7 separate regions of the Mus musculus genome follow, and all the other regions are linked to region 2. The links are chromatin contacts, called in public ChIA-PET, HiCAR-type and promoter capture Hi-C maps. All regions are on one chromosome and are shown on one strand. The core of a region is the stretch at or near the end of the contact, and the rest is flanking DNA. Distances in the headings are between cores, read along the strand shown.

Region 1 (3,472 bases), core at 740-3,239, 2.2 Mb before region 2:
GCCACCTAGTTCAGATCAGAGAACAAGTTGAGGCCAAGAAAAAAGTGAGAGGTTACACTCTCACCTTGACATTCATATCTGTGAATTCACTGACTATAAACTGACCCTTTCAGGAAACAAATAGGAATGGAATCTGAGGCCATTCTGATCCTACTTACATCATCTTCCAACAGAGTCCACTGTCTTTAATTCATTGCATTTGTTTTAAAGGTATGTTTGTGTGTGTGTGTGTGTGTGTGTGTGTGTGTGTGTAGTGTGTGTGTGTGTGTGTATATATATATATATATATATATGTGTGTGTGTGTGTGTGTGTAGTGTGTGTGTGTGTGTATATATATATATGTGTGTGTGTGTGTGTGTGTATGTATATGTATATATATGAATGTATGTGTGTGTGTATATATACTGTATGTGTGTGAACATACATAGTATATATGTGTGTGTATATATGTGTGAATATGTATGTGTATATATTTATATAGTGTGTGTATATATGTGTATACATGTATGTGTGTGTGCACACAAACATGTGTGCCCGTCATGGGGCACATGTGGCAGTCAGGGGGCAGCTTTTCAAAAGTCAGTTCTTTCCTTCCATGGTAGGTTCTGAAGGTAGAATTCAGGTGACCAGGCTCACTCAGCAATTGCTATTACTGCTGAGCCATCCTGTGGACCCCTGGAGATGTACTTTTCTATCTTCTAGTTTTCAAAAGCCAGTGGTTGCAGCGTATAATCATCAGTCTGATTCTTTTCTAAAATGTTCATCAGCTTATCTCAGTGTCTCCCCACCTGCTCTGACAACTTTCCTCCAGAGATGCTCAGCAGGGGCTGGAATTCTTTGAGTAACCAAGTGAAATTATCAGTTTACTTGAACTTCAAAGGCATGAGGTAAGCCTAACGCTACGTCTCATTTCCAGAGCACAACCTGCCTAGGGGGTGGGGTCGGAAATGATGCCTGAACTAGAGGGCACAGGGTCATGAGTGGCGAGCGTGATAGTCAGGCCTGTGGTTATCACTTTGAAAGCAAGTCCTCTCGGCGCAAAGTACAAAAAGTGATGGGCGGATAGTAGAGGGATCCAGCGCCATGGTCAGGGGCCCCAGAAAAGCCGGAGAGCGGGAAGATCGGTGCCAGCAGGTGGGAAAGCTCCCTGGGCAAAATCTAACGGCTTAGCTTGAGCTGCAGCAGGCTTTGAAGCCCTAGAGGAAAGGGCAGCAGGCCTTGGAGGTCCGACAGACTGGGCAATCACGGGTACTTCTTCGCGGGAAGGTGTTGCCCGAGATGCCCCCAGGGTCGTCCCGGGGCGGCAGCTCCAGGGCTCTGCCTCACCTGGGGCCCGGCCACCGCGCTCTCAGTCTCTGCCCTCGCAGCCCGGGCGCAGCTCGCCAGCACCACGAACCCGGATGGGAGGCTGGGTGCAGCCTCCAATAGGGCGGCCTTCACGGACGTGGTGCCCAAGTCGATACCGAGAGTGACAGGTCGCGAAGCCATGGCAGTGGTGACAGCACAGCTCGGTGGCTTGAACCGCACGCCGGGGAACACTTCACTCTGGAGGGCAGTAAGGGGGCGGAGCTTCCTTGTCAATCTTTTAACCACTTCTATTGGTCGAGGAAAGCAAACACCACGCGCTCCCCACAGCGGCCTCCGGTGATAGGTGGAGAGACGACAGAAGGCGGGATCTATTGGTCAGAGGTTCCGGGACAGTGCCTGGGGTCCCAGGGTCTTCACCAGGGAGCACAGGGCTTCAAGGAGACAACAGAGACTTCGAGAACCCTGCTTCCCCTACAAGAGACTAGATCGCCCCTCACATCCGAGCCCCTGTCCCTGCCAAGGTGCCTATGCTCTTCCGCCCTTCCACCCTTCCCTCACCCCTACCAAGCGTTATCCTCCTGTATTCGTGAAAACTACAACTTCCAGAGCTCCTTGCACAGGGCTCGCGGCTTCAAGTCAGGTGGTTCAGGTCAGGTGACAGCTGGCCCCTCTTTCACACAAAGTCGGCGGAGCTCAGAGAGTCCTTACACTCCTAAGCGGTTTCTGGTGCGAGATTGTTGCTTTTGGTGAGGTCTGTCCACCAAGCCTGGGAAGCTGTCAGGTGAGAACCATCGCGACCGGGACAGCTACCCCCTTTTCTGGTATGACACCACCCACCCCAACAGACATTAGCCCCGCACCTCAGAGGGGCAACCTACGCTACCAGAGGGGCAGCGCCTGGGTTTCTAGCTTCTGGCCCCAACCCAGGCCCGCACATCTCTAGGTTTTAGGGCCAGGGTGTTGGTGAGCAAAAGCACGGACACCGACTGACAGCTGGTGTTGGTGGCACTATTCAGTATGTGGCGCCGCCTGAATCTGGCTTAGGAATGTGCAGGTAGGTAACTTGGGGTTGGGGGTAAATTCTGCTAGGACCATTCCAGGAGCTCGTGTTGATTCTCCCAGAGAATGAGAGGGTACCTGGATCTTGCCTTTTTCAATAATATTGAGGAAAATAACAATCTATGCTCTGTGAGAGCTTGCTGGGAGCCCTGGGTGGTAATAGTAATAACATTACCTCATTGTTTCTCAACTTTTTGTTATCTTACCAATCCACCTCAAACTTTTAATACAGCTGGTAAGCTCTATTTTTTTTTATTATGACGTTTGGGAGAGAGATAAGCAATTATTACAGCTATTTTTTCAGACCTCCAGAGCCTATTTTAGCCCCTTTGAGAATGTATGCCTTGTATTTCATCTCACTATAATCCTGTGGTGTAACTACCACTGTCCCTGTTTCCCCATTAAGAAACATAGGTTAATAAGTATTCCAGAATCATACAAGTAAATGGGAAACCTGGGACCTAGATAGTTCATCTCCAGGGAACATATTCCTTGTCCAATCTGTACTATCCCTTGAGGAATGTGGGTCTCCCCACTCTCATGGATTATGGCCAATTAGGTCCACGGGGGACAGGGGGCAGTGGGAGCAGAGACAAAGAGTGGTGGGCATGGTTTTGGAAGCCCTGTGAGTGGGTATGGTGAATGACCACTCCAAGACGAGCTTATAAAGTTTGGGGGACTGAAGGTAGGAACATCCAGGATAGTCAAAGGTCATTGGCTGAGGGCTTGAGGTACTGAAATGCCCCATTAGCATGGGGAAGCATTTCGGGAATCTCAGGTGCTCACCGAACAGGTTCTTATGAAAAGGAAGGGAATTGATCCTTAGGAAGGAATCTTGCTAAGGCTATGTGACAGTCATCAGGTAGAGGCCTGTGTTGGGGCTTCGAATTCCCCAGACAAGGTCAGAGGATGAGAAGTTCCACTTATGCCGAACCCATGGGCTATGCAGTCATGGTGGACCTCCACCTTAATTAACAGTTTTCCCACAGAGGAAGCTCCAGGTTATGGACCAAGAGCAGGACTACCTCAGACACCTGACTAAGGGAAGCTGCCACAGGAGATCTCTTGTGGGGGATAGTAGAGGCTCTTAAAAGTGTGCCATCT
Region 2 (3,681 bases), core at 947-3,446:
ATGCAAGGTTTATTTAGCCTTGCTTGGTAAGAGGAACTTTTGTATTTTGAAAAGAACATTCATCGTGCTAGTTAAAGAAAACAAGGAGGCAATATATTCCCCAGCAATTAACAGTTTCTGTTCCACTGTAAACTAACAGTAAACTATCGAGGTCTTTTCTGGGTCATGGGAACAGTAGCTTGCAGTGACTGGCTCCAGGGTGAGGCCTAGGACCTTACCCTGGAGGGACTGCTGCAGAGGACTGGGACCTCCCAGAAAAGGGAGTGATGGATACAGTTTCTAAGGACCCAATGTTTCTGTATAGAAATATGTTTATCATTCTAACATTGTGGGGGGATTTTAATAGAATATTTAGTTTTTTATTAAGCTTTTTTAAAAATTACTATTCAACACAGCTGCTCAGGGATTACATGAGGTGGGAGCCCCATTCTGACTCCACAGATCACTACGAAGAAATTAATGCTTATCTTCAGCCAAAGGGACAGCTCTCTTCAAGCTTTCTTAAGAAAGTGAAATGTTTTGTGGTTTTGCTGCAGTACAACCTGAGCTACTTTTCAAGTTGGCAAACTCTCCAACCTGAAGACTCCAGCCTGGACAGAATAGCCTCCAACAGACAGATGAACTTCCACAACAGCCCTGCGTGCTGCAGGGGTTTATCTTCTTGGTAACCGTGGCCTGCGACACCCGGGGCACCAGTTCCATTACCAGGATCCCTGTGAGAACATTTGCATCTCTTATAACAGGATTCCAAAACAGCAAAGTATTTACTGTGGCACAAATCCTTGTGCTCCAGCTACCAGGGTCTGTTTGGAACTGTGGCCGCGCATCTAAGATGCCATTCCTTGAGCACATAAACTAGACTATACCGGTGGGGAAACAATTCTCTATAGACTGCTGTAGTGTAGAAAACTGACAAGCGGATTTGGACATGTGCTCTGTTCTCTCTGGTCTCAAACATAAAAGAACAGTTCTAGTATATAATGCTCGAAATTTGCTTTTGACTATCAAATCCATAAAAACTGAATCTTGTATAATGATCTGTGTGGCCTCTTTTGTTGGGCCTCCTTTCCCTTATTTAAAGAATGCTGTTTAGAATATTAAACATTATTCTTACTGCCATTCATTCGATAAGTCTTGGTATCCAGCATTTACTTTTGTTTTTTTTTTTTTTTGAGAAGTCTTTTTCATGTGACCCTGACTGTTCTGGAACCTGCTGTGTAGACCAGGCAGGTCTCAAACTCAGTTGTTTGCCTACCTCCCTGATGCTGGGACTATAATGCATGAGCAGGGCTTTTGTTGTTTGTTTTGGGGTGTGTGTGAGTGATTTGGTTGGTTTTTGTTTTGTTTTGTTTTGTTTGGGGAGGGGAGTGGTTTTGTTGATTGGTTGATTGATTGATTTTTTTTTAAATACCTTTGAGTGTTTTGGTATCTGCTGCCCTGGAACTGAAGTTAGATAGTTGTGAGCAGGCATGTGGATGCTGGAACTAGAACTCTAGTCTTCTGCAAGAGCAACAATGCTCTTAATCACTGAGCCATATCTCCAGCCTCTTATCCTTGATTCTTTTTTTTTAATAGATATTTCAAATGCTATCCCCTTTCCTAGTTTCCTCTCCAAAAATCCCCTAAACCCTCCTCCTCCCCCTGCTCCCCAACCCACCCACTCCCGATTCCTGGCCCTGGCATTCCCCTGTACTGGGGCATATAATCTTCGCAAGACCAAGGGCCTCGCCTATGATGTAAGCCATATATTCCTGCTCCCAGGAAACCGATGGTCCATTAAAACTGGCCCATGAATTGTTAGGGCGTGCAAAGGTTTCCAACATAAATCCTTCATCCTGTTCTTGGGATTCTGGATCTAATGTCTAATGAGGCCAGGATGTCCACTCCACAGCAACTGCGTGCAGGTCAGCCTGGGCTTTCCAGAATTAGTCGGTTTCAGAAGATCGTTAAGTGATCTTTGAATATACGGTTTTGCGCGAGTTGGGGTGAACCTGAACGCATTCCGCGGTAACAAAGCTTGGTGTGGATTGAGAAAAGCAGGTGAATTGGGGAGAGTGGGCAGCAAGGGAGACATGGTGGTCAAGGTAGCTGAGTCAAGGCCTCCCCGACTGCACTGGCGGCTCCCAGCAGAGGGCGCGGTCCGGCCCGGATGACTGCAGTCCTCTGGGGTGGAAAGCGCTTCCCCGGGCGAGGGCGGGGCTTCCGGCAGCGCGCGAGGTCACACGGTGCCTTGGCCCGGTCGTCCTTCCCTCTGCACGTGTCCGCCCCGCGATGCTCCCTCTGCTGCGTTGCGTGCCCCGCGCCCTCGGCGCCGCCGCCTCCGGCCTCCGAACCGCCATCCCGGCCCAGCCGCTTCGGCATCTCCTGCAGCCCGCGCCCCGGCCATGCCTCCGGCCCTTCGGTTTGCTCAGCGTACGGGCCGGCTCGGCTCGGCGCTCTGGCCTCCTGCAGCCCCCGGTTCCCTGCGCGTGCGGCTGTGGCGCTCTGCACACGGAAGGTAAGGTTCACGCACCCTAGTCGGAGTGCGGCCACCCAGCTTGGAACAGACCCTCGTGATCGAAAGCTTCCCCCCCCTTCTCGCGTCTTGGAAATGTGGCTTAGCAAAGTCCGTAGGGTCGTGGTTTCAAAGTGTGGTTGTTGGTTATGTCTTTTGGAACCAGAAAGAGGATAATTGGGAATTCTTTTGTTTAATATGGGAAGTAATAGTAGTGAGTCCATGATAAGAAATAACCATCTCATGATAAATATCAGTTCAGCTCAGTAAGTATATCCTGCTCTTTTTATAGAGTGAGAAACGGACGTTTTAAGGAGTGATTTGGGCTAGTGTCGTAAGAATGGATACAGTCCGGTCTATCGGTAACCGGCTTTTCTCCCTTTGGGTCATCTTGGCTTTTCTTTTAGGAGACAAGGCCTTCGTTGAATTCTTGACTGATGAAATTAAGGAAGAAAAGAAGATCCAGAAACACAAGTCCCTTCCCAAGATGTCTGGAGATTGGGAGCTGGAGGTGAACGGCACGGAGGCTAAATTATTGCGCAAAGTTGCCGGAGAAAAGTAAGTGGCCCAGGGCTTGTATTCTGGGTTCTCAAGTCGGGAATCCCTGACTACAGCACCCTGTCCTGGCCATCCCCAGGAGAGCCTCAGCTTAGGCCCAGTACTTTGATAAAATGGCTTTTCTTTTTTGGGTTTGTTTGTTTTTTTTTTTTTTCCGAGGAAGGGTTTCTCTGTGTAGCCCTGGCTATCTTGGAACTCACTCTGTAGACCAGGCTGGCCTCGAACTCAGAAATCCGCCTGCCTCTGCCTCCCGAGTGCTGGGATTAAAGGTGTGCGCCACCACAGCTGGCCAATAAAATGGCTTTTAAGAAAGCATTTACTTGGAAAAGTTCTTAGGTTCCAGGGAGTGCATTCTCTGAATGAATACAGACTTCTGGGCTTGGTTATTAAGGAGGCCTGAAGCAGCTCCAGGGTGTGTAGAGGGGAGTCTGGGAGCCACAAGCGCAGTCACTGGCTTACTAATGAGGGATGCTGTGCCCAGTCTGGACCTAAGGGCTGGGACTTTTTTTTTTTTTAATGTTTAATAGTACTGATAAATTCATTTGTTTAGAACTCCCATCTGGCTTGTGTTTGTAGTAGTTAAAAATGCAAGGTATGTAACTTTTAAGGAAGAAGTTAGAGTGTAGAAA
Region 3 (3,496 bases), core at 531-3,030, 2.1 Mb after region 2:
TGGTTTCCTCCTTCAAAAACACCCACCTTGCTGGGGTGGATGCCCACATGGACGGTTGTGCCATTAGCCTTCTCTCGCTGGACTCGTTCGATGTAGATGACGTACTTCTTCCTGTACACTTGGACCACCTTGCCAATCTGCTGGCCTTTGTAGTGTCCGCGAACAACCTGAGTGCAAGTGAAAAAAAAACTGAGCAAGGGCTAGAGTGTAACCCAGAGAACCAGAACTGCCGAATCATTCATACACTGTGCACCTCCAGCAGACCCACACGTCCCCTTTTTGGGGTGGGAATGGGGTTACTGGGACTCAAATCCAGGACCTGTATATACAAGGTAAGCACTATGTGAACAGTGAGCTAAATCCCCAACCTTTTCATCTTCACAGACTGGAAACAAACCAGGCCAATCACCTATAGCAAAGAAAGGCTTTCTAAATAACAGACAAATCAAGACTGTTGCCATCCTATAGCTGTTTTCAACCCATGTCGATCCTCCCAAAGAAGTGTTTCATTTTATTAAGTATTCTTAAAAAGTGTTAAGATGTGCCAGTCTCGAAGTGCACACCCTTTATCCTAGGGCTCTATCTTATCTCTTTTCCAGGTCAGCCAAGGGCTACCTACACAAAGAAACCCACCCTGCGTTCTTTTAAAGACTTCCAGAACTTACCAATCACTAGCTATAAATTACAGCTACAGATAATCTCTCCCCAATAGAGCTAATAGAACCCCACACAAAGACATTAGCAAACCGCTGAGGCAGGACCAAAAAGCACACTGCTTTCCAGTTCTTTTGATGCAAAGCAACCCTTTCATACATCAAATGCAGGTTTTCTCACCCCCCCCCGCGCCCCCCAAATAATCGTAAAATTCCATTCAGCTTCGCCTCGCCAAGCAAGGACACATACCTGAACTTCGTCATCCTTCCGAATGGGCATAGACCGAACGTTATACTTCTGTCTCAGCTCTTTGGAAAGAGGGGAAGACATGATCTTCCTCCGAATGTGAGAGGGCGCATTGAAATGCCGTTTGCGGTTCTTGCTTCGGTCAGAAGTCACGAAGGGATTGAACTTCATTTTGGCTTAAAAACAAACAAAAAAAACAAAAACAAAAACCAGAAGACCCTTTAACGTTTCAAGTCTCAACCAGTTCCCTAAACAGCATCAACTCCACTCTGAAAGCACACAACGTTCACTGGAAGGTATCATGCTCGGTTACTCCAGACCTTCCCATCTGAGGGTTTTTTCGTCTTTAAAGACTGAAAACAAGATGAAGACTCTGCCATTAGTAACACCTATCCTACTTTTAAACTTGACTTTCCAACTTCAGCATCCCGGGAGGGTCCTACACAGCGTCGGTCTTTACCTTCTCATTTACCGCTTCTGGTGCTCTGCATTTTGCCCCCCACTTGAGCATGGAAGCAAGGGCGGATCTCCAAGCCCTCCCAACTGGCGAGAGGGCAACCGCACGGCTGACCCGGGGCTTATGATTATTTAACTCCATCTCCATGGGCCCCGCCGGCCTTCGAGTCCACGAACCTGGTCCCCTTAACCCTCTCCAGCCCCGCGGGCCCTGGCTAGGAAAGACACGGACCGAGCCCGCCCCAGTTCGGCTCCCTGGCTGATGCCGGGCCAGCAAGGCCGTCTCGGGGCCTCGGGACAGAAAAGCCTCCTCGCCTCGCCGCGGATGGCTGCGGATTACCAGCGACAACCCGCCGAGAACTCACCGGCTGCGATCCACCGATGGCCGCAAAAGGAAAGAGAACTACACGCGACTTCCGGTTCTGTAAGTTGCCGCGAGATCTCGCGAGAGTCTCGGAGCGAAAGGGGAGAGGAGGTTGGGAGAAAAGAAGAAACTAGGAATGGGAGTTTAGCGACATCTAGCGGCTCGGAGGGGGACTGCGAGGGGTCCTGACGTCATCCCTCGGAGGTGTGCGTGGTAGGCTTAGTCCTCTGGGGAAGGCAGTGCTCCTGGGATGAAGAGGGTTGCTTAGGGACGGTAGGCCGGCGTGAGAGGACCTGGGGGACCTCACCCTTTCATTCCTGGGCTCCGGGCGAAGCGCAAGACCTACTTTTAGGCGCCGAGTGGCTCTGGGACCTTGGCCAGACGGTTACCTCGGTGACTTGACCCATAGGAGTTAGTTCTTATAATTAGCCCCAGCCGGCCGCCCCCACATCTGGGTAGACTACTCTGGGTCCTTCTGCGAAATTGAGACCATCCCTCACCTGGACGGAAATAGGTCTTGGCCCCCTGATGATGCCAAGTTGCCGGTTCAAATCACACTTAAACAAACAGACCCGAGGCCAGATCCCCCGGAGCTCCCGGGGACTGGACCACCAACAAAAGATTACAGGCTCCGGTCACAAACGGGGCAGAGGATGACCTTGTTGGACATTAGTGAGAGGGGCGGCCCTTGGGCCTGAGGGTGTTCCATGCCCCAGTGTAGGGGAATGCCAGGGCGGGAAGACGGGAGTGGGTGGATGGGTGGGGGAGGTAAGGACAGAGGGGATGGGATAGGGGAGTTCCGAAGGGGAGACCTGGAAAGGGGAAAACATTTGAAATGTAAATAAAGAAAATATCCAATTTAAAAAAAAAAAAAAGGAAAAGCCGGCATTGGTGGCGCCTGCCTTTAATCTCAGTACTTGGGAGGCGAGGCAGGCGGATATCTGAGTTCGAGGCCAGCCTGGTCTACAGAGTGAGTTCCAGGACAGCCAAGGCTACACAGAGAAACCCTGTCTCGAAAAACTGAAAACATGAAAAGAGAAAAAGAACGGAAGAAAGAAAGAACGGAAGAAAGAAAGAAAGAAAGAAAGAAAGAGAGAAAGAGAGAAAGAGAGAAAGAGAGAGAGAGAGAGAAAGAAAGAGAGAAAGAGAGAAAGAGAGAGAGAGAGAAAGAAAGAAAGAAAGAAAGAAAGGAAGAAAGAAAAGAAAGAGACACGGGGTGGGGGGACACTCTCATCGCAGACAGGTGTACCCTTTAAAACTATGACCTCAACCCCCTCCTGAGAGTTCTCGGTTCCAGATCTGATGGAGGTAGGTCAAGGGGATCCGATTCTCTGCAAATGGGTTCGGAGGCATCGGTTTCTGTAGATAATATAGCCGTCATGCTAACAGGAGGCACATACTGTCTTAAGATACAGGGAGCTTACGGAACACTAGGCAGGACACACTCTTCTATACCCTTTCACATCACTAACGTCTTTAGGCTGATGCAGGTGTACTGTCCTCAGTTTACAGAGTGGATAACTGAGGTACGGAGCAGTGACAGGAAGGTGCAAAGGGACACAGGACCTATGACTTCTAGAGAAGTTTAGAACCTATGAGGCTGGCTCTCCGGGTCCCCCTAGAAACGATATGACTCGATATCAGAGCTACACAGAGAAATCCTGTCTTGGGAAACTCGATATGACAGTTCCTACAAACTGTCAAGTTGAAGAGCGAGAAATCATACCTTTGAGGGTTCAAAATAGAGTCATCAGTATTCATGATTTTAAAATAGTG
Region 4 (3,409 bases), core at 110-2,609, 2.2 Mb before region 2:
TTTCTGGGGCAGCCAGTGAAGGATCCTAGAAAAATCAGGCTGGTACAAATTGAGTAAAAACTGGGATATCCTAGCCGGAAGCTCACCCTCCCAAGCCACCTTTATCAGTAGCTTTGTTGCCCCCACCCTCCAACACACCCATCTAACAAGGCCCATCCCTACAGTTCCAGGACTGTGGACACAAGTCACACCTGTGACTCCAACACTTGGAAGGCTAAGAAGGGAGTACTGCCAGAAGTTCAAGGCCAGTTTAAGCTTAAGAGTAAGGCCCTGTCTGGGGAGTGATTTGTGTCCTTCCTAAAAGCTTCCTTTTAGGAAACTGGGCACTGATGCTTCTCTCTTGGGATTCAGCTGCTCAGGGTTGGCCAGCGCCCCCATCAGACTGTAACATCTACCCCTCCATCCTGTTGCCTATTCAAATACACCTGATTGATACACAAGACAAACCGAGAAGGAGGCCCTGGAAAGGTCTAGAAGCTTAAGTGTCATGCACAGGACAAACACTAAGCATCAAGGGCTGAGTACCCTAAAAAGTTCAGAAGACCAAGCCTTAGCTCTCGAGGGGTCTGTCCCAAGAGCAGCGAGGCCGGATGAGAAGCGGGAAGGGGGATGCACAAACTCTGGCCAGCCCCACCCCCTAAATCTCCTACGGCTCGGCGGCGGCGGCGGCGGCGGCAGTGTGCCGGCTGGAGCAGAGGAAACGCTTCCTCATTCCAGAGGCTGCGACTCACAGGACATCGGCGCCCGCCCCCCACGGCCGCCCAGCTGGGGACAGGAGGCCCAGGGCAGGGGAGTTTTCTAACACTCCCGCGGACCAGCCTTTCTCCTACGTCCTCCCGGTCTGCGCCTAGTAAAAGGTATCCACCCGACGGCGGCAGTGCACAGGATCTGGCCTCTGCCCAGGGTCCCGGGAGGCTCTTAGGTCCCAGCCACCTCTCCAGGCCAGGGAAGGCTGCAGCACTGTTAAGCAGAAACGGCCACCGGAATATACGCAGGAGCCCCGGGTCCTATACTTTCTCAGCCTGTCTAGATGTCAGTTTGCCGCTCTGCGAAATGGGGGTGAGCCAAGAGGAGAAGGAGCCCGCGCAAGCGCACTCACCACTACGGCGGTGACAGGCTGGCCCGGGGTGTAGGACATTTCGACCGAAATCTGTCAAGGAGACAGCGCCCGGTGAGACCCCCAGCGAGAATGCCCGCGGCCGCGCCCTCCCTGGTTAACAAAGGGCAGCCCTGCTCAGCCCGCCCCCTCATGAATACTTAAGAAGTCTCTAGCCAATCAGCATCTGGAGCGCTGTTGGGCTTTCCGGAGTCCCGGGACTTGTGTGCTGAAGTGGGGCGGGAGGGGAGAGCGCCCGAGGCGCAAGCGTAGGAGGGTGGGGCGGAGTTTGTGCGCCTGCGCAAACCGAGCCCTCCCAGCAGCCTCCAGCGCAAGATGGCGGCGCGGGACTCTCCGCTTTTTCCTGTCTGAGGGAACACGAGGGACTGTGTGCCGCGGCGTCTCAGGTAACTCCGCGAGCCTGTCGGGCGTGTGCTGATGTGCTGCTGTCCCGGGCCGGCCCGAGCCTCAGTTTCGGCGTGCAGTGGAGGTCAGAGGCCCCCAGCACGGCGTCGGAGGTCCCAGGGGGAGGAGGCGCCGTGCGCTCAGCTCGCCAGGCTTCGGGCTCCACTTGTAACTCGGTTTTCTCCACAGCTCCGCGTGAGTCGGCGTGAAGGCAGAAGCGGAGCCCCGGCGGGTGCGATGGCCGCGGTGGTGGCCAAGCGGGAAGGGCCGCCGTTCATCAGCGAGGCAGCCGTGCGAGGCAACGCCGCGGTCCTGGATTACTGCCGGACCTCAGTGTCAGCGCTGTCCGGGGCCACCGCCGGCATCCTCGGCCTCACCGGCCTCTACGGCTTCATCTTCTACCTGCTTGCCTCCGTCCTGCTCTCCCTGCTCCTCATTCTCAAAGCGGGAAGGAGGTGGAACAAATATTTTAAGTCACGAAGACCTCTCTTTACGGGAGGCCTCATTGGAGGCCTCTTCACCTACGTCCTCTTTTGGACCTTCCTCTATGGCATGGTGCACGTCTACTGAAATGAGGGCAGGGGTGACTTTAAAACAGATCGGCAAGGCTCTTGCCAGAATTAACACCGGGTAGACTTACTTAGATTTTAAATTGTTGGAATTCGCTGCTTGTTCTGTACTGTTATAATTTATATCTGAAGACAGAGCCTGTAATATTATTCTTCAGATTAAATGAAGTGTGACACCTTGTCGTTCCTTGCTTAGCCAAGCTTTGAAGTCGCCAAGATTTGCTCCCTGGAGAGCAAGTACGAGGCCACAGCCTGTATATTTTTTTGGATTTAACGCCTAGTAAGTCCAAAGGGACCTCTAGAGTATACATGAGAGAATTTAACGTTAACATCTTAAGAACTGGTAACAGTTCGTGTTACTAAGCTTTCACTGTGTACCGGCATTGTGTGTTTTCATTCTCGCCATAGCAATGGAGATGTTACTGCTAACTTTCTGTTAATGAAAAACCTGAAGCACAGAGAAGTTAGTTGTCTCTGCCAGAAGTGGCTCGTCTGGAAGGGGGCAGGGCCGAGGTCCAGTTGCAAGTCTGTTTGCTTTTGCTGGATTGGGTAAGAGTCCTCTTCTAGCACCCCCTCCCACTAACCACTGCTTTCCCACGTGAGTGAAATCAGCTAAGTTCCAGTTACACCAGGTTTAGCCAGTCGCCTTTCCTATAACAAAAAATGCAAGCTATTTTTCTAAATCGTTGTCCTCTGGCGATTAGGTTATGTGGACATTTAATCAAATGAGTTTGTTTCAGTTGAAATGCCTCTGACTATATGTTCATTCATAATCCTTCCTTGAGAGGAGGGTTTTAGAATGAAATACATGTTTAACTGAAAAAATAAATACTTGTGTTAGACTTGTAGTAAACATGTTGCGCATGGAATTTGTAGTCTTAACTGGGGAGATGGCATTAACTTGGCTTTACAGATAATATAGATACCATGAAAGAATACACAAAAGCACCAGGTCTGGACTAGGCTTGGGGATGGAGTCAAGGAGTGCTTGAGGGAATAGCATTATATCTGAGACTAGAAAGCTAAATAACAGCCAGATAAATATAAGAGGAAGAAGAGCCTTTTATTAGGCCATAAGGCAATCCTGACCAGGTAGTAAAGGCCCATGGAGGAAGTTGGCCTTGATTCCATGAGCATTTAGAGGAAACTGTAGAAGCAATGTGTAATGGCTTCCCCCCCCCCCTTTTTTTAAAGTTACGAGAAATTGAATTTAAGACCTTTCTCAGGCTGTAGATGGTCTGTGCCTGGGCACCCAGGCCTGAATCCTGGGCCACAGGCTTGCCTCTCATTCCAAGAAGCTGAGGTCACAGCTTTTCCTCCCTGTCACAGAGTGCCCACT
Region 5 (3,644 bases), core at 752-3,251, 2.1 Mb after region 2:
AGCAGGCTGAGCAAGCCATGGGAAGCAAGCCAGTAAGCAGTACTCTCCCTCCCCAATCCCCATGGCCTCTGCATCACCTGCAGCATCCAGGTTCCTGCCCTGTTTTGAGTTCCTATCCTGACTTCCTTTGGTGTTGAACAGTGATATGGAAGTGGAAGCTGAATAAACCCTTTCCTCAACAACTTGCTTTTCGGTCATGGTGTTTCATTGCAGCAGTAGAACCTTAGCTAAAATAATTGCCTTTTTTGAGTATGGGATGGGCCAAAGTCCAGCATTCTCACTAGCTGGAGTTTGGACCCAGATCTCTCTTTTAGTAGCTGATCACCCTTTACCCATCGGAAGGGTGGAACTTGATCTGTTTCTTGCATTTTGTAGCAGAGAAGATGTTGGGATATTTACACGTGTTCTCAGAGATTGTTACATTGAACTTTCTGGGTCAGTCCAAAAAGGACCTTGTACTGGAACCTATGGGAAGTGCCCTGGAATGCTTTACAAAGTTTGAAGGGTACAGCAGCTCTCACCTTTTCTTCTCTTACAATGCTAGTTTTATAACTTGTGCTTCCTTTTGAGACTGTCATCTTCTTTACTGATTTATTTCCCATGGATTTGGTGTAATGGAAGGAGGTCGGGCAGTTTGCTGACTCTAGGGTACTATTCCAGCCTCTGGGCCAACGAAGATCAGAGCAGGGCCTTTGGCTTCTGAGGGCTCTGCCAAGCTAAGCCCATTCATTAAGAAGGGGATGATGCCAGTCCTAGGGGCAGAGCAAATGGGAGGGGCAGCAGCCTGGGAGATGATGTCACTGTTTTCTGAAGGGCCTGGCCAGCCATTAGGTGACTCAGTGTGTTTCTTAGCACCTCAGCCAGGAGGCAGGACAGAAGCTGTGGCCTTTTTATCTTTTCCTGTTTGGGTGGGACGGTTCCTGTCTTGGCACCGGGTCTATAGGAAAGCCTTCATTAATCACTTCTCTGCCTTAAGTCTGATTAGATTGAGCAGAGTTTCAGGTAGGGAAGCCAGACTGAGTTTCAAAGCTGTTCCAGGCCACTGGCCTGTAAAGCAGACCTTTTTTTTTTTTTTTTTTGAGTCTTATGTTACAATATAGATCTAATGATTCCAGCTTCAAATGTTGTTGATGGTTAACAGTAGTGTATGGAAGGCACTTTAGCCCCACGGTCTAGCCTATGTTTCCCTTCTTGTCAGCGTAGTAGTGGATAACAGTGTAGCTTCTGAGTTTGAATTTGCGCTGTAGGTGAGTGACCTTGGGGAACTTCATCTTGCTATTTCTTACTTGTAAATGAGAGTGACGTGGGGTTACTGTGACAAAGCAATGCACCCCAGTGACTGGTACAACTACGGGCGCGACAAACCGCACAGTGAACTCATAATCTCTTTTTAAAAACCCTATATCCTTCATAGTGTAGTTCAAGACGCTCTAGACCCCAGTAATCTTCCTCTGCTCATCAGTTTGGGTTCTCCTTAAAAATCCATCTCGCACCGTTTTTTGTTTATATTGACCTTTCCCAACCGTATACGTGGGCTCACCTTGTCTTTCTTAGGCTCAGCATATGTCTTATGCTATGTTGTTTTGTCTTCAAACTTCAAAACCAATCCCAACAGCACTGAAATAACAATTACATTGAGCATGAGACAGCTAAAGTTCCTATAGTTGTTCCCCAAATGCCTTTTTTAAATTTAAGTTTCTAGTTCCAGGACAGTTGTGTATTTCTCCTGTCTCCTTCGTGAGCTAGTACTCTATACTGGCTTTATACTGGCTTCCCATTTTAGCCTAGGGAACTACTCTCCTGCGCAGCACAGCTTCCGGAGACAGCACAGGGCTAAAAAACCCACCTCCTTCGGGGGTCCGGGGCGGCGCCTGCGCAGGACGCTGTCGCAGATCTCACGTCAGCGCGCAAAGCCTAGGTCGGCTCCACGTGACTCTGGCCTCCCACCGCTCCGCCCCGCACGCCAGCCTGCTTCTGCGCATGCTCTTGACTCCGCCCCCGTGCGTCACAGAATGGCCTCCGACACCCAGGGAGCCCCTGACGTGTCGGGGAGGAGCCCGGTGCGGGGATACGCGGAGTGGAGCTCAGGGCTGCGGAAGGGAGCAGAGCTGAGCGGCTGGGCGGGCCTGGCCAGGCCAGCGGAGCAGAGACGTCGGCCGAGCGGCGGCGAACATGCGCTTTTGACACATTGGCGGTGAGCTCCCGTGCGACGCAGCCTCTGGGGTTCGAGCCAGGCGGGCAGCGCCGAGGCCTGCCCCGGGGGAGCCTGCCTGACCGCCGCCGGGCTGGGGCTCAGCCCGCTGGGCCAGGCCGGGCTTGGGTTCTGGGGCGGCCCGTACCGAGACAACTGTTCCAACCGCTTTAACTGTCCCCTCCTTACTGGCGGAGGTGTGGCCCACCGGGGGCACCTGCGGGAGAGCGAGTCCCGGGCTTCCAGAGGAGGGACGGAGGCCGGGACGTGGCACCGGGGGCTGAGGCGCTGACGGCTCGAGGAGTGGCCCAGTTGGGGTGGCGGAGGCGCGCCCAGCTTCTCGCTCCACCCATCCTTGATTCCCTGGAGCTGCCGGGGTGGTTAGGAGCCGGGCAGGATCTTGATTTCCCAGCGCCCCAGATGCGGGAGGCGAGAGCAGGAGCAGCCCGCGTTGGCAGAGACTGGCAGTCTCGTGACTGCCTGCCCCGAACTGCTAATCATCCTCTTTGGAGTTGGGGAAAGTCTCACTAACCAACCGACCCCGGTTGCTTGGATTCGCTTCTTATTTTTCTCTGAGAAACGATGAGGTGACTAACACTTTTAAGTTTAAGGCGAGTGAGGGTCCTTTTCATTACCCGGGCCCATTCCTGTAGCGTTTGTAAACATTTTAGAACATTTGCTGTTTGTACTTGCGACGGATACTGTAAGTCACTTTTTGCTGGATGGGGAAATTGAACCTAGGTACAGGAGGTTGGGGCAACTGAGTGATTTTTATTTGGGTTCCACTAACTGGTGAGAAGTTTAGCTTGGGTTACAATTTACCTTTCTAAGCTCAGGGTTCTGGTTTCTGTTTTCATGAGATTTTTTTTTTTTAACTTCTTCAGCCGGAAAGAGGACTGAACATTGGACTTGTTAAAGATAATACCAGAAGTTACTAGATGACTTATTTATTTTCGAGTAAATTGACCAAAAAAACCAAAAAAACCCCAAACCAAACAACAACAACAAACAAAAAACCCCCAAAAGCTCAGTTACTAGAAAAATCTTATCCTGAAGCTTGCTCATGAGTGGCTGGTTGTTAGTCTGAAAATTATGTTGCTTTCACTGCACTTAAGAGGTAGGGTAATGTCTGCCAAATCAGAAAGCTGAGAGGGCAAAGCTCATCATTAAGTTAAGGAGTCAAAAGAGACCAAAGGACACCCAGTTGGGGGTATCTCTTCTGAATTGTTGTTAAAATCTTAGAGTAGGAATACATAAAGAACAAAGAAAACCTTTAGCTCCAGTTAGAGACAAACTTAATCTTAGAAGAAGTTGCTAAATCTGCAGTGCCTTGGTTTTGAATTGAATTGAAGTTGGATCCAGAGCATTTGAAATAAAAAATAGACCTGAACATGCTTTTATGAGACCAACAAAATTTATTTTCATGCGTATTTTAAACCATGCTAAAATAGAC
Region 6 (3,794 bases), core at 1,263-3,762, 2.0 Mb before region 2:
TGTGGGTCTCTTGTTTTACACCAGCTCTGAGCCTCCACCCTCTTTCCAGAGATTCCCCCCTCCCTGTTTCTGGGCAGCTCAGGGATCTATCCCACTCATCACCATCCCCGTTCTGTTATTCATCCACTGTTCCCATCACAGAGATGGGAACTCCATTTCCCCATTTTCATTGGGCCTGGGCCAGAAAGGCAAGAGCCAAAGGGACTGTCCCCCCCCCACCTTCACCACCCACCCCTCCACCTCCTGCAGTACTCTGGCTGCACCCCACTACTTCAAGCTTTGCAAACGACAGGCTCTGTGTCACCAGGCCTTTGCACGAGCTGCTCTTTCTGCCAGGAACACACCTCCCTTGGCTTCACTGCCTGAAGACCAGTTCAGACATCACCTCCTTTGAGAAGCCTCTTTGATCTCACCCCCCACACACACACACCCGCTGGCTGGCTGAACTCACTAAGTTAAGCACCTTAAACAGCACAGATCTGGGGATAAAATCACCAAGTTCTGACCTCCACTGTTCTCTCACTACTTCCAGAGGTCTCCCTACCCCAGATTAATATATCACCCCTCCCTCCACACCAGTTGCTAACAGGAGGATTTCTAATATGTTCGGAGTTTGCCTCTAGTGTGGATCTGGGGAGTAGATAGACACACTGACTCCTGGTATGCAAATCCAGAGTCATGCATCCCTGCTACAACGATTCACTGGGTATCTGCAATATAAGAACGAGGAGGTAAACCAGTAGACCCCCAAAGACAAAGTCCCCACTCTCACCATTTGCTTTCCAGTAGAGTCATGAAGCAACAAATAAGAATGCTAGCAATAAATACATGATAGGTGCTGTGGGATGCCCTGGGAAGACAGCTACTACAACAAGACAGGGCAGGAGCAAGATGCTAGGGACACAATTGATGTAGCGCAGAGAGGGTTTGTACACAATGCAAGCTCTAAGCAGCTTTGGAAGGAGAAAGGCGGTACACAGTGTAGACACTTGGAGAACAGCAACTGGAGCCAGAGGGACTGGCCCATAGGTGCAAGTGCCATGAGGTGGGACAGTGCTTGCTCTGTATGAAGACCAGCACAGCAGATGTGGCTGCAGTGGAAAGTTCCTTAGTGGAGGTGTGCATCAGGAGAGAAGCTAAGGTCCACTTACACTGGCCTCGGGGGTGTTTTCCTGGCGGAGGCGACATTGTGACCACTAAGCAGGATTCCCAAGGGAGAAATGGGAGTTCACCCTGTGTCTAAAAGAGATCCCTTCCCAACGTGATAGCAATAGAGTGCTTCCCAACAGGCTTGGTTTAGGGTTTGTGAACAGAAACCAGAGGCCTCTAACACCAAAGGAGTCTTTAAGCAGGGAAGCAATTCACTTGGATAAGGTTTAAAATAAGCCCCAGTCCTGGTCTGAGGACTGGGCGTGGGGGACCAAGGAGCAGGTAGTAGGGTCTAGAACAGTCTGACCCACAGCGTATGTTGGATGGAAGAGGTAGAGATGCGCAGAAGACCCAGCCTCTTCCTTTTCCCTGGGATTTTCAAGGACACAGCTGTGCGCTTCTCTCACACCCTGAACCTGGCCAAGACAAAGAGAGGAGCTCACTGGGACACAGTCCTGGGACCCAAGGCATGTGACAGCTAGCTCTGCTCACTCTGTAACACCCTCAAGACAGACACACACCCCTTCCCTGACAGATGTAATCCTTGTCCTCGTGACCGGTGCTCACACACCACTCCATCCTGAAACGCACCCCTCAGGTACACAGGCACACTCTTGTGTCCACGTGACGCACGCACACCCGCCTCCAAACACCACACACAGCTCCCCGCGCACGTGTGCACCCTCGGAGCACCAATCCTGTACCCACCAGACCCAGAAACCACAGCGCCGCCTCCGCCACCCTCACTCAGTCAGGGGACGACTGCGCAGCAGCTGAAGTCGCTCGCTGCATCCGTCCCATTCATCACCCCGCCCCCAGCTCTCCACGGAAGACTCACGGGAGGGCTGTGGGAGAAGCGCTCTGCTGAGATCCACACGTGGGTGCACCCGTCCAGGCCCACTCCGAATAGACACGGCCTCCACCCAGAGCCGGGCCCAAGGCACCGCGCGCGCGGGGCTTCTATGCAGTCCCACAGACAGCAGCTGCGGAAGAAACGCAGGTGGTCGGGCACCCGCATAGCTGGCTTAGACAGATGCGGGCTCAGGGAACCATCCCGAGGACCTGGCCCTGCAGACACAGCGGGAATCTCTGCACACCAGATTCCGGCTGCCCACGTAGACCCGGCCTTGTAGACCACCCTTCTACAGCCCGTTGGCTGCACAGGGCGGCTCAGCCGTCCGCACCCCAGTTTCCAACTCCAAGTCCCGGCTGCTGACCCCTACCTAGGCACCTGGCGACAGTCTCTGCGGTGGGCACCAGGCTCGCTCCCGCTGTGCGCGCCCCGCCCTGCCCGCCTTGCCGGGCTAGGATCGCCCGGCTCAACCCGCTGGCGCCGCAGCTCCAGGCTGCGCTCGCTCCCCCCGCCCGCCGCCGCGCCGGCCCACGATCATTGGCTGTGCCGCGCAGCGCCCCGCAGAGATGTCCAATCAGAGTCCGGTCCTCCCGCCCAGGGGTAGAGGGGGCGGGTCTCGACGGGATCGGGAGGAGGTGGCTCGGGAGGGGCCCTGCGGATGGGCCCCGACGCGTCACGCCCCCGGCGCCCGCAGACAAGCAGGCTCGGGGAACCCGATGTCCCTCAGGCCACGTCGTGGGCCCCTCAGCCTGGCCTGAAGCGTACGATGCTTTTTTCGAGTCCTCAATCCGGTGTCCTAGTCTCTAGAGGCAAGAGCATCCCTCCTTCGGGATGAGGCCCGGTGCGTACCAAGGAGAGGCTAGGTAGAGGCCCTGGGAGAAGGGCCTGGAGTTGAGTGTTCTCCGGGGGGGTTGGGGGAGGGAAGGAGGAGGGAGATTCGTCAGAGTGCTGGGGTGGGGCGGCACTCAGGTTTGGAGAGGAGCAGGAGGTGACTGGCTGGGCTGAGGGAATGAAAAAGAGCCCTCCAGGACCAAGTGGCCTTGACTGTGGTTATGCCTGGGGACTGCCCTCACAGACTCCTGGTTCAATCCTGCTATTATTAGTCTATTGGAGATGCCCCACATCACTGCTTGCCTCAAACTCAGACCCATGTTGCTATCTCCAACCTGGTCTCACCTGTGTCTCTGTCTTAAACAGGAGTTAGAAACCAGGAGTTAGAAACCAGGAGTTACCTGTGTAGCAGGTTTTCTGACCCAACCGGGTGTAGCACAAGGATCTGCCATGTTGCCTCTTAAGATCCCTAAAGTCTCTCTCTCTCTCTCTCTCTCTCTCTCTCTCTCTCTCTCTCTCTCTCTCTCTCCCCACCATCTGCCCCTCCCTGAACTCGACCACCACGGTCATGCAGTATACCTCCACTTGATTAGTGCAGCAGCCCCACCCCTCACCCCAATCCAGTATCACTTCCCATTAACCTTTCTGGGACAACCAGAACAGGCACTAGGAACACCAGAGAGCTGCCTCTTAGGATCTTCCACTGCTTGCCACTAAGTCCCCTCAAGCCCTCCATAGCTCACCCCTCACCACTTGCCTGCCTAAACCCCACTTGTCTTTTGGCACTTAGTTCAATGCCTCTGCTGCTAGGAAGCCTTCCCCATGACCTTCTGGATACCTGGAATGCCCAGCAGCCCTTTCTCAGTGCTTTCCAGATCTCAGCACCTCTTCACCTGAGTCCTGTCTGGACTAAGAACTCTTGAGAGCAAGGGTCGAGATGAATTCGCCCAGCACAGCCTGA
Region 7 (3,313 bases), core at 18-2,517, 2.1 Mb before region 2:
CTGGCCACTGTGCTTTTTATCCTATTAACAGGGTGTGTGTGTGTGTGTGTGTGTGTGTGTGTGTGTGTGTGTGTGTTTGTTTTTGTAGCACTTAATACAAAAGGGAACTATTTACTTGTCTCCCCTACTAGGGCAACACCAAGAGGGAGTTCGCTCTTAAGCACCTAGGATTACACCAGCACACAGAGAGGTGTGTGATATAAACATGTTAAACTGACTGAATGGATAACACCTGACCTATACACTATCCACTATAACCTATAGATGTTGTCACCAAAGGTATTGTCATTTGTCATCACTACCTTAGCCTTCACTCATAACTTCAAATGTAAAACCAAGCTGCTATCATGTAATTAAAGGAGGGGGCGCAGGGAGTTCACGTTGTATGTGAAAACCGAGCTATCCAGGCCTCAGACCAGCTTTAAGAAGGGGCATGTGACTACCAAACCACAGGCAAAACACTCCTCAGACCCACTGTGGTTAAAGAAAGATCAAATGTCACTGTGTGTCAGAAGCTGGGACCACCGAGAGTAGACGCAGTGAAGGTGCGGGGACGTGAGGACCCTCATCCACAATACCAACACACGAGTGTCTGCTGTTTGACAGGTCTAGCCCTCCCAAGCGAAGAGAGCTGGTTTAAGTGACACCAACTCGGCCGGGGAAGGAGGACCCACCAGGAGACCTGGATGCCGGCGGCACCTAACACTTTCTTTGAGGGCTGATTCAGGTTCTGTTCCCGCCCGCGGCTCCTTTTTATCTCCAACCAAACACAGCTGATTCCGTTCGGGGCCACCGAGGGGCAGCGAGAGGGGTGTCCCCAACTCTCTCCGAGATCCCCCGCCTCTCCAGCGCTCTCTGCACCCATTTCCGGGCGCCCCGGCGTCCTTTCTCTCTGGCGCTCTCCGGGTCATGCGCGGCCCCCGCCTTTCGGCGCTCGCGCCCCTTTCCCGCGTTCCCGGACTTGCGCCAGTGCCGCCGTCCGCCACCTTCCCTGACTCTCCAGGGACACCCGCCCGGCGACCTCCTCAGCCCCCGCCCCTCTCGCCCGTACCGGGAGCAGTTCCTTTAGGGAGCGCCGCACCGGCACGATTTCCAGCTCGCCTTCTTCCACTTCCATGGGCTCCGGCTCGCCACGCTCCAAACCGGACTCCACCTCGGGCGACGGAAGCCCCAAAGCCGGCCCAGCGGGGGCCTCCGCCTTCACAGACACTCGCAGGCCGCGGACGGCCGCCATAGCTGCCAGCCGGCCGCACCACCGAAAGCCCGCCCCTCACTCCCGCCGCCTAGAGCGCCGTCGCCGATGACCACAGAGGAGCACCGCTATCACCTAGAGCGTCGTCTGTTTCTACCAGAAAGCTGTCCTTATCTCTGGCGCCCCCTTGGTGACCTAGGAACCTGGGGCCGGCTTGGGGCGGGACTTCGCGGGGTAGGGGGCGGGACGAAGCAGTGATGGAGGTGGAGCGTCGTCTGAGGTTCCAAAATACCTGCACTTTGAGGACTATACTTCTAAGAACTGCTGAGCGGTTACCGCGATCTATCATCTAGGCAATCTGAGCGTTTACAAAGTTATTTCCGTAGTAAGCTTTGGCTCTGTCAAGTCTTCCAGTAATTGAGCCATATTATGTGGTCAAAATTTTAAACTAGGGCCCAGTGTAGGGGTTACATGCCTATAATCCCAGCAGTCAGGAGTCAGAGGCAGGCACATCTCTAAGTTCCAGGCCATCCAGGGATCCAAGGTAAAACCCTGCCTACATTTAAACTGGAAAGGGATGGTACACGATTGTATTCCCAGCACTTGGGAGATAGAGGCAGGAGGACTAGGGGCTGAAGGTTATCCCCCAATTACACCAAGGGGCAATTGCTAGTTTGAGGCCAGCCTAAACTACAGAAGATCCTATCTTAAAAGGGGAAGAGGGGTGCTTCAAGATCACAGTGACCTACCCAAAGGGCAGAACCAGAGCTTAGACCCATTTTGTCACTTCTGGGAGCTCTACTCATCAGAGACTCACAAGCAAGATTTCCTGCAAATGTTCCTAGTAAGAGTCTGGCTGGGAAAGAGGAAAGGCTTGTTCAGACTTGAAGAAGGGACTTCTTGTCTGTCATGAGTCCTGATTTTGTGTCTCCTCCTGTGTCATATTTAGTTAGCCCTTTCTAGACCTATCTCCCAATCTGAACCAGGAATAGGTAAGACCATATATCTGAGCCCCTAAAAATCTTTTCAGAGAAAGGCAAATCATTCTAAAACAGAAAAAAAAATCACAAGACTCAGATACACTAGGTCACTTTGGGCATGGCACGGAACCTCAGTTCCTTCATCAGAACATAGAACAGTGACACACCTCCACAGAAGAATATAAGGACCGAATGAGCTAGTTATGTGCGGCTGTAAGATCCAAAAGAGGTGATACTGTACATCCAAGCTTTTCTTGAAATGGGTCTGTACCATGGGACAAACAAGATGGAATTCCTTAGAATGGTACCATCAATTGATTGCAATGCAAAGTACAAAATTGGGTTAAAACAATGGATTGTATTTTCTTTTCTCCTGTTCCCCTTCCTTTCTTTCCTTCCGTTTTTCTTTTGCTGTATTAACAATGCAACCCAGAGACTTGAGCATGCTAACAAAGCCCTTTACCAGTGAGCTTTACCCCAGCCCTCTTGTTTTGAGACAGAGTCTTGCTATGTAGCACTGGCTGGCCCACTACTTGCTTTGTAGCTGAGAATGATCTTAAACTCCTAATCCTCCTACCTCTGCCTCCTGCGTGATGGGCTTATAGGCATGTACCACCATGCCTGGCTCCCTAGTGTGTGTTTTATAGAACTGTTTGTGTTTGGGATAGCCAGCTGTGGGTGACAGTCATGAACCCCACCATTACACTATCTTTCTAGGCCTGTGGAGTAGGAGGTAGGAGAAACAAAAGCAGTTAATTACTTAGCCACACAGGCCTCTCTACCTCCTAAAGAGACTTGCAGCTTGAGGATTCAATTCAGAGGGATTTGAAATTACAGTGCAAAGAGGCCTTGGGGCACCCACAGGAGGGGGTGGTTATCAGGCAGTCAACGCTTAAGTTCCCAGGCTGCTACCAGACAGCCCTATACCTTTCTCCTGACTTGGTCCTAACTGTAAGTGACTATTCCTGGTTGTCAACCTGACTATATCTGGAATGAACTACAGTCCAGATTGGAAGGCTTACCTGTGATCAGATCTTGAGGCTGGGAGACACATGTTTCTGACCTGGATCTTGGCATGGAGATCTTGAGTCATTGTGACCATGAGAAGCTTAGGCTCAGATGAGGTAGTACACGCTTTTAA

The links. Promoter capture Hi-C pulls out the DNA fragments that hold promoters and counts their contacts. ChIA-PET counts read pairs in DNA pulled down with a chosen protein or histone mark. HiCAR-type assays count read pairs that join an accessible place to other places.
Region 1: a contact with region 2 is called in a promoter capture Hi-C map of liver, with 3 times the contacts expected there. The contact joins the promoter of Ctns here to the promoter of C1qbp in region 2. A contact is called at or near these places in 5 of 39 promoter capture datasets (cranial neural crest, hippocampal neurons, liver and 1 more).
Region 3: a promoter capture Hi-C map of liver shows a contact between it and region 2, with 5 times the contacts expected there. The contact joins the promoter of Rpl26 here to the promoter of C1qbp in region 2. A contact is called at or near these places in 3 of 39 promoter capture datasets (liver and pre-B cells) and 1 of 9 other capture datasets (liver).
Region 4: a contact with region 2 is called in a promoter capture Hi-C map of pre-B cells, with 5 times the contacts expected there. The contact joins the promoter of Tax1bp3 here to the promoter of C1qbp in region 2. A contact is called at or near these places in 10 of 39 promoter capture datasets (the 3T3-L1 cell line, cranial neural crest, embryonic stem cells and 6 more), 1 of 115 datasets of contacts at active chromatin or transcription factors (stem cell-derived neural progenitor cells) and 1 of 9 other capture datasets (adipose tissue).
Region 5: an RNA polymerase II ChIA-PET map of memory CD8 T cells shows a contact between it and region 2, with 12 times the contacts expected there. The contact joins the promoter of Ndel1 here to the promoter of C1qbp in region 2. A contact is called at or near these places in 2 of 39 promoter capture datasets (both in liver), 1 of 484 Hi-C or Micro-C datasets (CD4 T cells), 2 of 115 datasets of contacts at active chromatin or transcription factors (double positive thymocytes and memory CD8 T cells) and 1 of 9 other capture datasets (adipose tissue).
Region 6: a promoter capture Hi-C map of pre-B cells shows a contact between it and region 2, with 4 times the contacts expected there. The contact joins the promoter of Camkk1 here to the promoter of C1qbp in region 2. A contact is called at or near these places in 3 of 39 promoter capture datasets (cranial neural crest, hippocampal neurons and pre-B cells) and 1 of 115 datasets of contacts at active chromatin or transcription factors (embryonic stem cells).
Region 7: a contact with region 2 is called in a HiCAR-type map of astrocytes, with 5 times the contacts expected there. The contact joins the promoter of Ncbp3 here to the promoter of C1qbp in region 2. A contact is called at or near these places in 5 of 39 promoter capture datasets (the 3T3-L1 cell line, cranial neural crest, hippocampal neurons and 1 more), 1 of 115 datasets of contacts at active chromatin or transcription factors (astrocytes) and 2 of 9 other capture datasets (adipose tissue and liver).

Annotation. Positions count from the first base shown.
Region 1 is chr11:73,197,536-73,201,007 of GRCm38.p6, reverse strand. It overlaps Ctns (cystinosis, nephropathic), which reads left to right and starts at 1,989. Exons shown (of 11, transcript NM_031251.4): 1 at 1,989-2,090. Shpk (sedoheptulokinase) reads right to left here and starts at 1,526. Exons shown (of 7, transcript NM_029031.3): 1 at 1,328-1,526. The coding sequence starts at 1,489.
Region 2 is chr11:70,981,541-70,985,221 of GRCm38.p6, reverse strand. It overlaps C1qbp (complement component 1, q subcomponent binding protein), which reads left to right and starts at 2,196. Exons shown (of 6, transcript NM_007573.2): 1 at 2,196-2,497; 2 at 2,902-3,052. The coding sequence starts at 2,272. It overlaps Dhx33 (DEAH (Asp-Glu-Ala-His) box polypeptide 33), which reads left to right. Exons shown (of 12, transcript NM_178367.4): 12 at 1-1,131.
Region 3 is chr11:68,899,850-68,903,345 of GRCm38.p6, reverse strand. Rpl26 (ribosomal protein L26) reads right to left here and starts at 1,780. Exons shown (of 4, transcript NM_009080.2): 1 at 1,722-1,780; 2 at 904-1,076; 3 at 27-167. The coding sequence starts at 1,071.
Region 4 is chr11:73,175,033-73,178,441 of GRCm38.p6, reverse strand. It overlaps Tax1bp3 (Tax1 (human T cell leukemia virus type I) binding protein 3), which reads right to left and starts at 1,359. Exons shown (of 4, transcript NM_029564.2): 1 at 1,100-1,359. The coding sequence starts at 1,138. It overlaps Emc6 (ER membrane protein complex subunit 6), which reads left to right and starts at 1,400. Exons shown (of 2, transcript NM_025318.3): 1 at 1,400-1,503; 2 at 1,691-2,939. The coding sequence starts at 1,739. The coding sequence ends at 2,071.
Region 5 is chr11:68,851,492-68,855,135 of GRCm38.p6, reverse strand. It overlaps Ndel1 (nudE neurodevelopment protein 1 like 1), which reads left to right and starts at 2,001. Exons shown (of 9, transcript NM_023668.3): 1 at 2,001-2,194.
Region 6 is chr11:73,017,706-73,021,499 of GRCm38.p6, reverse strand. It overlaps Camkk1 (calcium/calmodulin-dependent protein kinase kinase 1, alpha), which reads right to left and starts at 2,512. Exons shown (of 16, transcript NM_018883.3): 1 at 2,373-2,512. 4732414G09Rik (RIKEN cDNA 4732414G09 gene) reads left to right here and starts at 2,659. Exons shown (of 3, transcript NR_152202.1): 1 at 2,659-2,843.
Region 7 is chr11:73,045,821-73,049,133 of GRCm38.p6, reverse strand. It overlaps Ncbp3 (nuclear cap binding subunit 3), which reads right to left and starts at 1,267. Exons shown (of 13, transcript NM_025818.3): 1 at 1,052-1,267. The coding sequence starts at 1,234.